Regions from separate parts of the Hordeum vulgare genome. Here all the other regions are linked to region 3. A link is a contact called in public Hi-C data. All regions are on one chromosome and are shown on one strand. The core of a region is the stretch at or near the end of the contact, and the rest is flanking DNA. Distances in the headings are between cores, read along the strand shown.

Region 1 (3,125 bases), core at 468-2,967, 520 kb before region 3:
CAAGCTCACACCGAGTCAATAAACAGAGGCTGATACTCTTCCAAAAGAATGTGGTTAACACTCTTGTAGGAGTTGAAGTCCCATTTTTCTCCACTCTCATACCGGCCACTTGTAAACCAATCCACAATGACCAAGTTTGAATCCCCAGATACGTGAAACACTTGCTTCTGGTAGTATCTAGCGGTTGAGAAGCAGGTTACAGGATCTGGAATAACTGCAAGCAGTGCATCTTTTCCAACTGTTGCCTACTGCATGTAACAAATTATTGTTACATTTGTGATCATTGAAGCAGCCACCTTAGAATCGAGGGGCAAGATGTATCAATTTCCTTTAAAGAAACATTACCTCTAGTACCTGCTCAGAACATTTTGAACCTACAGCCTTGTAAACCTACACATATACTTGACGATTAGGAGTCAAACAGTGACTTGCTGGAGAATTGGCTTTTAAAGTCTAAAATTGGCAACTGCACATATTTATACATTGACCAAAGAGGTATGTCAGTTGTTCAGCAGAAGGATTTCGCAAACTACTAACCATACCAAGATTTTTTTTGATAATATGTTTAGCAAACAGTGACCAGTTTATACCACTAAAAATCAGTAACCAGTATCCTACATTGATAAATAACTTAACCTCACGAAGTTATACATACTTTTTGCGTGGAACAATTGTACGGAGTGCATATTAAGGCCCTGTTTGGAACCATAATAGATTATGATAATCTGGATTATGAAGATAGATTATATAATCTGGTTTATAAAAATAATCTAGGTGGACATGTTTGGAGGTCAGATTATATAAACTGTAATCCAAGTTTTACATTGAATATGACATGTCTGTTCTCTGTTTTTTTTAAAGAGGAGGGTGGCGGTGGTAGGAATGTAATTATCTCCAACTTTACAAGGATAATGGGTCATTAACAATCCATAATCTGATTTTAGCTGAGTTTTTAATAATCTATCCATTTAGTTTTTATAATCTACACCATAAGCTGTCCTGTTTGGAGACAGAATAGATTATAAAAAATGAATTATATAATCTAGGTGGTTCCAAACAGGGCCAAAGAAGTGCATTGCTGGTCATCGCCTACTGCACTGACAAATCTACCGAGTCTTCAGTTCAGTTGACAAATCACCTTGGTCGAGGCCTGAGTCGTCATCGCCGCTGTGCACCCGTCACCGACTGTCACCGCGCAGGAGATCTTATCCCCCTGCATGAACAGAACGCACTCTCAGGGAAGAGCCCGCACGTGGCTTCCTTCCTGTCTGCAGGTGCCAATTGGTCTACCGAGAAGAGGATAACGGAATCGGAGAGAAGGCTCACGGAGACGATGCCGCCGCCGTAGGTGAGGATGTAGAGCCAGACGGCGCCAGAGGAGGCGGGGCCCACCTGCCACATGGCGAGGTCAGTTGAGCGTCGAGCGAGCCAATCTACCTCCTCTATGAGCGAGGGAGCGGCAGAGGTAGGTAGGTACCTTGGAGGGGACGATGATCTTGAGCGGATACTTGGCGAAGCACCTGGTGACCGCCGACCTTCCCCTCACCTTCTCCACCCGCACCACGCCCGTCGGCGTCGGCGTCGCCTCGGACGCCGTCGCCGGCCTTCCGTCGGCGACCGCATCCAATTCCATTCCCCAGGCGGAGGCCCTGTCAGACGAGCCAACCCAAAAAATCGAAGTTTGGGCCGTTGAGGCAGCGGCTTTGTAGCAACACATAAACTCGCATTTTTTCTCTGTTGTTTCCTCAGGCCTCGCTACTAGTGGACCGGCCGAAATTGCTTCCTTCAGGATAATTTTTTCTCTGTTTTTTCATTCATTCAAATTTCCATATTTTTTAAACATTATGAGTATATGTATTTCAAAACCTTAAACTTACTCAAAAATATGTAAAACCATAATTTAAAAAGTGATAATGTGGTGTAATAAAATTATTAGCATAATTTTAGAAAAATGTTGATAGAATTATAAAAAATGTTGTGATATTTAGAAAATGTCAACGCATTTCAAAAATAATGAATATGGCATATTTAGAAAATGATATACGCTGTAAAAAAATAGGGTAATTCAAGAACAAATCGTACCATTATAAAAATGTAGGTTAATATTAAAAAACATATCACACATTTATATCCGCAACATTTAAAATCAGTTTATACAATGTACACAAAAACTTTGCCTAGTTTAAAATAAGTGTTTTGTATCATGGAGAAAAATGTTTCAACGTGCATTGGAAAAATGTTTGACACATATTTGAAAAGATGTTGAAAACCTGATTTGAAAAAGGTTAACCGTGTATTTTAAAAAATTTAAACATCTATATGAATAATATTTCAAATGTGTAAGAAAAACAGACAATGTTTAGTGAAAAAATAGACATAAATAAATATTTAAAAAATATGATCCATGTATTTTAAAACTATTAAACGTGTATAAAAATGTTCATTATGTATATTATAAAGGTATAATGTGTATTAAAAAGTAGACATGTATTAAATAAAAATAAAAACCCAAAGAATGCCATTCAAAAAATAAGAAAGAAACAAGGGAAACCAAAGAAACTAAAAGCCAAAAGAAATATAGAGAAAACAGAAGAAAACCCAAATGAAACAATTTTTAAACAGTGAAACCCCAATAAAGAAAGGAAAACACTTGCCTTCAGCCCACGGATCGCACGCGAGTGATCCGTCGTCTGCTTTGTATGACGAGTGTGCGCTTTACCTGTCTCTTTGTGCAACATCATGCGTGTTGCAAATTGCTTCATGCAACAACATTCATGTTGCAAAAACAATAAAGACGGAAAAATGTAAATATTTTCTGTAACATCATCTATGTTGCATTGTTTTTTTGCAATAACACCCATGTTACAAAAATAATAAAGAAAAAAATCTGTAATATTACCTATTTCGCAAAAAGGTTTTTGCAGCATATGCTTTGTTGCAAAGTATTTTCCAACAACCCTTTTCGCAAGAATAAGGACCGTGCTAGATACTGTACGTAGTTGGATCTAATGGCCTCCGAGCCGGCGGATTTTTTAAAACAGTCCGCCAGCCGATGCATAGCATGGCCCATAGAAAAAATCAGAGAGAAGAAGAATAAAATGCATGAGAGCTTTATTATTGGGCCG
Region 2 (3,069 bases), core at 194-2,693, 540 kb after region 3:
GGGGCAACAGAGAAAAAAGTTGAGCAACAAAGCATTGGTAGTAAATTTCGTTTTCGTTAGGACAGATGGGAGTCAATGGAACAAGATCTACAAACAGTACAAAGAATACAATCCCATGACTGAGGGAGCACAAGTAATAACAAATATTATGCATACATACGTGTTCTAAGTAGGGTGGACACAGTATGATGGGTACAATAAGGAGTAGAAAGTCTAGCTGGACTGCGCTGTCAATCATACAAAGTAAGCTTGATTTGGCCGTGTTGAGTTCTGAAAGAATAGGGTACGCCCAATAGCATTCATTCTTGCCAAAAAAGAAAACAAATTTTGTTCAGGGGGGCTTGTACCGCCTGTGATCTCTCAGCATTATTCTATTCACCAGTTCTTGTCCTGGCCTTGAGAGTTTGCACACACGGACCCTGCTTGGGATTTTCATAAATTCAACTATTAAGGCAAGACTTATATTGTATAGTTCCCCACCTTCAGCTCGCTAACTATCCTGATACTAATGAGTCACCGACGGAATAGCCTAAACAGTAATATTGTTTGAACCTAAACAGCAGTTGTGCTTCATATTTTCCAACGGCTAGACACACAAGTACGAACCTCCTCATTTTGAAGCGATTAAGCTCGGAAGCTTCAAACTTGAACGGTGTTGCAAGACACACCGTGTCAAAGGAACTAAGGAAACAGGAACTGTGATTGGATAGGTGAGTTCGTTTCCAAGGCCTTACATTGTCTGCAGGTAACTGAGGTTCCCGATACTCGGCGACAGAGCCCCTGACAATCCGTTGTTAGCCATCTGCCTGCACTCCAACATCCAAACAAAACAGCACGGCATCACCAACAGCAAAACAACAACGGGCAGAAGGAGCATCCGCGCAGGCGCAGTCCAACAGCAAGACAACAAATCAGGGAGCGAGATCTCACAGCGAGACGACGAATCCGTCGGGGGAGCAGGCGACCATTGACCAGGTGCAGGGGTCAACGGAGTTGATGTCCCACCCGGCCATCACCCCCTTCTCGTCCCGCATCCGGCTCTTCACCGCCATCAGCGCCGCCACTGAAACACCGCGCAAAGCGCACCGAGCGCAATTAACACGAGAACATCCTCCACGTAGTACCAAATCCCCAAACCCTAGCCTCGTCCCTAGCCCAGCCACCCCCGCCCAACGCCAGCCGCAAGCGGCGCACATACCTTCATAGTTGAGACCTTTGGGTGAGAGCGGCGGGTCCCCGGCCGCTACACTACAAGCGGCGAGGAGCCACGCGGTAGCCACCACCACCACGGCGCCAGCTCCGGCGGCGAAGGTTAGTCTCGCCATGGAAAGTGGGGGCGTGACTGAGAGCGTCTCTGCACGGGCTCCGTGGCCATGGGTGCTGCTGTTATCGAGCGCAGTGCGTGCGCTGAGGAGTAGAATTAGGCTCGCCTTAAATCTTAATTAATGCGAGTTGGTCTGAAAAATGGGAATCTTAAATTAAGAAAGGGAGAGGCTAACTGGGCCTTAATTGCTGAGCCCGTGGAATGGAGTGGAGGACCAGACGGGTGGCTCTCGAGGCTCCGGAATTTGTGCCCAGTGTTTTGTTTCCGTTCTGTTTGGTTGGTTTTTCTTACAGGAGCCATGTAATTTAATTTAAGGTATATGACCTCTTAGAGTATGGTTAATAGTATAGCCAACGGTCGGCTATAAGGCTGTTCATAGTGGGGAGTAACATATGGTAGTATCATGCATATGTTACTATTGTATGATAGTACCTTCATAGTGCATAGTATCATAAATTAGTATCATAGATGATCTCATTTATTGACATGCATGACACATAGTAGCATAGCATTTAACATGGTACGGTATCTACCTATGTTACTATAACCCTCTCTCTCTTCTTTAATTACTTGCCACATCACCATGTTTACTAGTTCCAAGACTATGTTACTAGCTATGATACCTCCACTATGGCCAGCCTAAGGAGTTGCCATGTCATATACTCCCTTCATCATGGTATATTGGACATATCCCAAAAACGATAATTTTTCATAATTAGAAGAAAATAAGGCGCATGACATTAATTAGCCTATTAATTAGGATGTTTTGGAAACCGTCTTCACCAATGCATGCGAGGAAGTCGTTCGTTTAGTGGACGGAGGTTGCTAATGCGTCAGTTTTACGATTAATTAGGCGTTTCTACAGCTCGTCGGCTCGGTTTTTCCTACCAATAGAAAAACATCTTGGTCCCAGAGCCCTGTGAGATACGTCCAATATACTGTCATGGAGAGAGTATAATCGATCTAATAGTTAACACGTATAGTAACAAATTGTTAAGAAGTACTCCCTTCGTTCCTAAATATAAGTCTTTTTAGAGGTTCACTAAAAGACTACATACGGATGTATATAGACATACTTTAGAGTGTATATTCACTCATTTTGCTCTATATATAGTCTCCTAGTGAAATCTCTAAAAAGACCTATATTTAGAAACGGAGGGAGTACTACTTTATAAATACATGACCCACCTTACATCCTCACAATGTTTCTTGGAGCCTCTGCTACAGCCGACTGTTAATCTGTAGTTCGCTTCCCTTCTCTCTCCTCTTCTCTCTCATCCAACTCAACAAAAATATAATGTTTTAATCCTTACAGTCTTCTCTCTCCTCTTCTCTCTCATCTAACTGTATTTTATTATACCTGCTCTTATACTACCTTAATTACACCCGCGATAAAACAACTTGCTTGAAATTAACTAATTCATACACAAATTTGAAAATCCCATAAAACTCATACACGAACTCGATTGTTGTAACAGTTGACTATAAAACAGCTCCGCCTGTGACATGTCGGCTGCCACATCGAAAAGGGCCCGCATCTCAATTATTGCACAAACCATTGCAGCACATGCTTCTGGAGTTTGCACATCGTCCAAACCATCTACAAGTGTTTTGCTAGGCAAGCACCGGTACACATGAAGTGTAGGATCTGTAACATCATATCAAGTTCAGTTTCAATGCGCAGAAAATTAAGTCACATAGTTAATTGCAGGGCACCATAACTTGTTCACCTCAAAACGAAACTA
Region 3 (3,007 bases), core at 31-2,530:
TGTACATTGCATATAAGGAGACTTGAACATGATTCAAATAAATATGGTTTGACATGAAGTTAGAAAATGGCAACCTTAATACCTTATCATGCAGGTGATCATCTGGTCAAGAGTAGCAAATTCGTGGAATTATATCATGTAAGTATTCACTCAAATATCATGTACACATGTCACATGTATCTACTATCGCAGAGTACAACTAATACATGCTTCCAGTAAGCAGAACCAAGCACTGCAATAAAAACAGTAAGCAACACGAGACAGATCGGGATAAGCACCTCGAGGAACCAATCATAGAGCGAATAGAAAAGGGGCCGGTCGAACAGATCAGTGACAGCACCTTCGGCAACCGGCATATTCTTGAGGTTGCCGCCAGCGAGCAAATTGGTGAGAAGGTTGCTGGCATTGTCGAACAAGTTCCTCTTAGGCTTGGTGGTTTTGTCGACACCGGGCGATTGACATCTGTATAAACACCAACAGTAAGGGCTAGGCACAGATTGTACTCTGCAAAAACCAAACCCGGTAATTTGACAGGCGCTGGCACTATTACGTTTCACACAAAGGAAACCACCATCACTAGTATTATCTTATCATCAATTAATGGGTCGACCAACAGAGAGCTGATAGACCACCAAGCATTATCAATTAATGCACTGTACTAAGTAAAGAAGGATGAATGAGTAGAGTTAAGCTGCCTACTCATCGTGGGCAGCCACAAAGTTAAATTGGCAGTCACTTCAAACAAGTAGCTATAATTTGACGGGGCTTGACAGGGCACACGGTGCAGGGGCAATCGATCGAACGCCTGGTGGGCAGGACACACGACCGACTAAGTGGAGAGCTGCGGAGCGTGAGGCTGGGGATGGCTTCCGTACCTGACGGGGAGGAGGCGGCTCCTCCCGTGAGCTGCCGACGAGGAGGGGTAGGAGGAGGCGACGCGGTGCGTGCCGGTGCTGGACCTCGGGAGGAGCGTGGCGGCGGTGGCGGCCGCGCTCATGGCCATGGCGCTGGAGTGGGAAAAGGTTCTACGGGCGCTAGCGTAGAACCCGGTAGTGGAGTCAGACGATAGATAAGGTGCCTCGTCCGGTAGCGTAGCTAGACTACTGGTGTGTGCGCGCCATGTGAGATCGGCGTCCGCGGCGCTGGTTAGAGATCACGCGGCGTCCGTCGGATCGGAGGACGGTGGCGTCCGGTCGGTCGGAGGAGCGCCGGTTGCCCGCCGACCACGGAACATGGTATGGCCGGCGTTTATTGGATTGCAGCGCCAGAGGTGGCACGACACCGCACGGATCAGTCAGTGTGGGTGCTCCACTACAGCCACAGCCCACAAGGAATTCCTCCTCGCGGAAACATTTTTTTTTTCTCGAAACAGAAGCTATTCATATGAAAACCGTCACAAACCCGCAAAATCAGGTCACACATGTCCACGTGAGCTACCCACACATGTTGTCGAGAAGAAAAACCACCATTGAGGTTGCCATTCATCGGTGTCATCGTTATCATTCATCCACGTGCGAACGACGCTGACTTCAAATGTATTCACATGCTGTAGATGATTTCAATTATCAATAATAGCATGTGTCACTTTTTTTTATTTTTTAGAAAAAAATAAACCCCGACCTCTGCATCTGGACGGTGCATGCAGTTATTTTATTAATCATCATTCACAAAGACCATACAAAGTAATACATCAGTCAGCATGAAGTTACCATCTAGACAACACTTGTTGCTACTCCTATTTCCCTGATGAAGGCGTGCCGAATATCCGGGCTAAATACCAAACGGATATCGCACCAAAACCTGACATCCGGATGCCCGAGCCCAACCACACACTGGGACTCGGTCCATCCAGTCTGGCGCACTCTCAGAGGCTGCCACCTCCATCTTCCGCCGGTCCATCCCCACAACAGGAACTCACGCATCGACCTTGCCTGGCCCATCATCGACGTCACCATGACGCCGAACAACTCCACCATCCTACACATATCCGTCCACACGCGCCCGTCACCGAACCTCCGCAGCGCCATGCCACCGGGATCCGTTGTCGGCCTCGCGGTGAATGCGACACCGCTCCTTTGCTTGTCCCGTCCAACTAGCATTTGCTCCAAAACGATGCCCGAGGAGGGTCAACGGCATTGAAGGTTCCACAATCGTCTGATCTGGTAAATCCAGATCTAGGGTTTCCCCCGGAGGATCATCCGAGTGTGGTACCACGACTTGCAACAACGACGCCTCGACAAGACAACGACGTCCTAGAGGCACCATTGTCCGCCATGACCGAAGTCGGCGCGATTTTCATCGGAAGTCATGTCACCCCGAACTCGCAGTTGGGTGGAACCGAACGGAGCCTCACCGCGGAGTCGAGTGCCGCTGTCGGCATGCTCGCAGGGAGCCTCCAACCGCCCCTCACTGGTCCTCCTCGCGCCACCGGTCGGCCAAGGCCAAGCCGAGACGGATCTGGACAGGACGCCGGATCCACGGCTAATGAAGCCATCCATGTGCATGCAGTCGCCACACCGCCGGGCATGGAGACTCCAGCCGCCGCACAGCAGGGGCGCCGACCTGACTGTTGCCCGCGTCGTGTGCAGCTCCCTTGATCCAGATCGGTTGCCAGATCCCGATCCAGATCGGTAGCGGTGGAGGCACACCCCTCCACCACGAGGCACTCCAAGCCGCCACCTACCCGCGCTCCGCCGCCGCAGGGGCACTGAGTGTCATCGTCCTTGTCGCGCCCCATGCTGGCACGTCCCTAGCGCGAGGATGTCGCCTTGCCGCAGCACCCCCGAGCGAGGAGGAATTAAGGCCCCGCCGACGCCGACGCGAGCCAGGCGTTGCCCAACAATGCCTTCTGGCGACAACGAGGGAGGGGTGCGGGGAGAGGGGACCGACGAGTGCGACGGGGGAGCCCTCCCTGTCGCCTATGGGTGCGACGAGGGACGGTGCGATTTCTTGATGCCCAGGATTCTGAGCTAATACTTAGCTAGGTGAGTTTTCGTTCACTTGGTAT

What was found. A called contact is a pair of places that touch in the nucleus more often than the background predicts.
Region 1: a contact with region 3 is called in a Hi-C map of leaf, with 7 times the contacts expected there. The contact joins the promoter of LOC123405217 here to the promoter of LOC123401578 in region 3. A contact is called at or near these places in 4 of 6 Hi-C or Micro-C datasets (leaf and seedling).
Region 2: a contact with region 3 is called in a Hi-C map of leaf, with 7 times the contacts expected there. The contact joins the promoter of LOC123402394 here to the promoter of LOC123401578 in region 3. A contact is called at or near these places in 2 of 6 Hi-C or Micro-C datasets (leaf and seedling).

The regions. Positions count from the first base shown.
Region 1 is chr6H:132,388,313-132,391,437 of MorexV3_pseudomolecules_assembly, reverse strand. LOC123405217 (urease accessory protein D) reads right to left here and starts at 1,717. Exons shown (of 8, transcript XM_045098993.1): 1 at 1,478-1,717; 2 at 1,327-1,392; 3 at 1,139-1,213; 4 at 346-390; 5 at 12-245. The coding sequence starts at 1,717.
Region 2 is chr6H:131,329,360-131,332,428 of MorexV3_pseudomolecules_assembly, reverse strand. It overlaps LOC123402394 (probable LRR receptor-like serine/threonine-protein kinase At5g45780), which reads right to left and starts at 1,443. Exons shown (of 11, transcript XM_045096308.1): 1 at 1,199-1,443; 2 at 931-1,063; 3 at 735-806. The coding sequence starts at 1,325.
Region 3 is chr6H:131,867,283-131,870,289 of MorexV3_pseudomolecules_assembly, reverse strand. It overlaps LOC123401578 (cytochrome P450 97B2, chloroplastic), which reads right to left and starts at 1,280. Exons shown (of 14, transcript XM_045095405.1): 1 at 876-1,280; 2 at 279-462. The coding sequence starts at 1,003.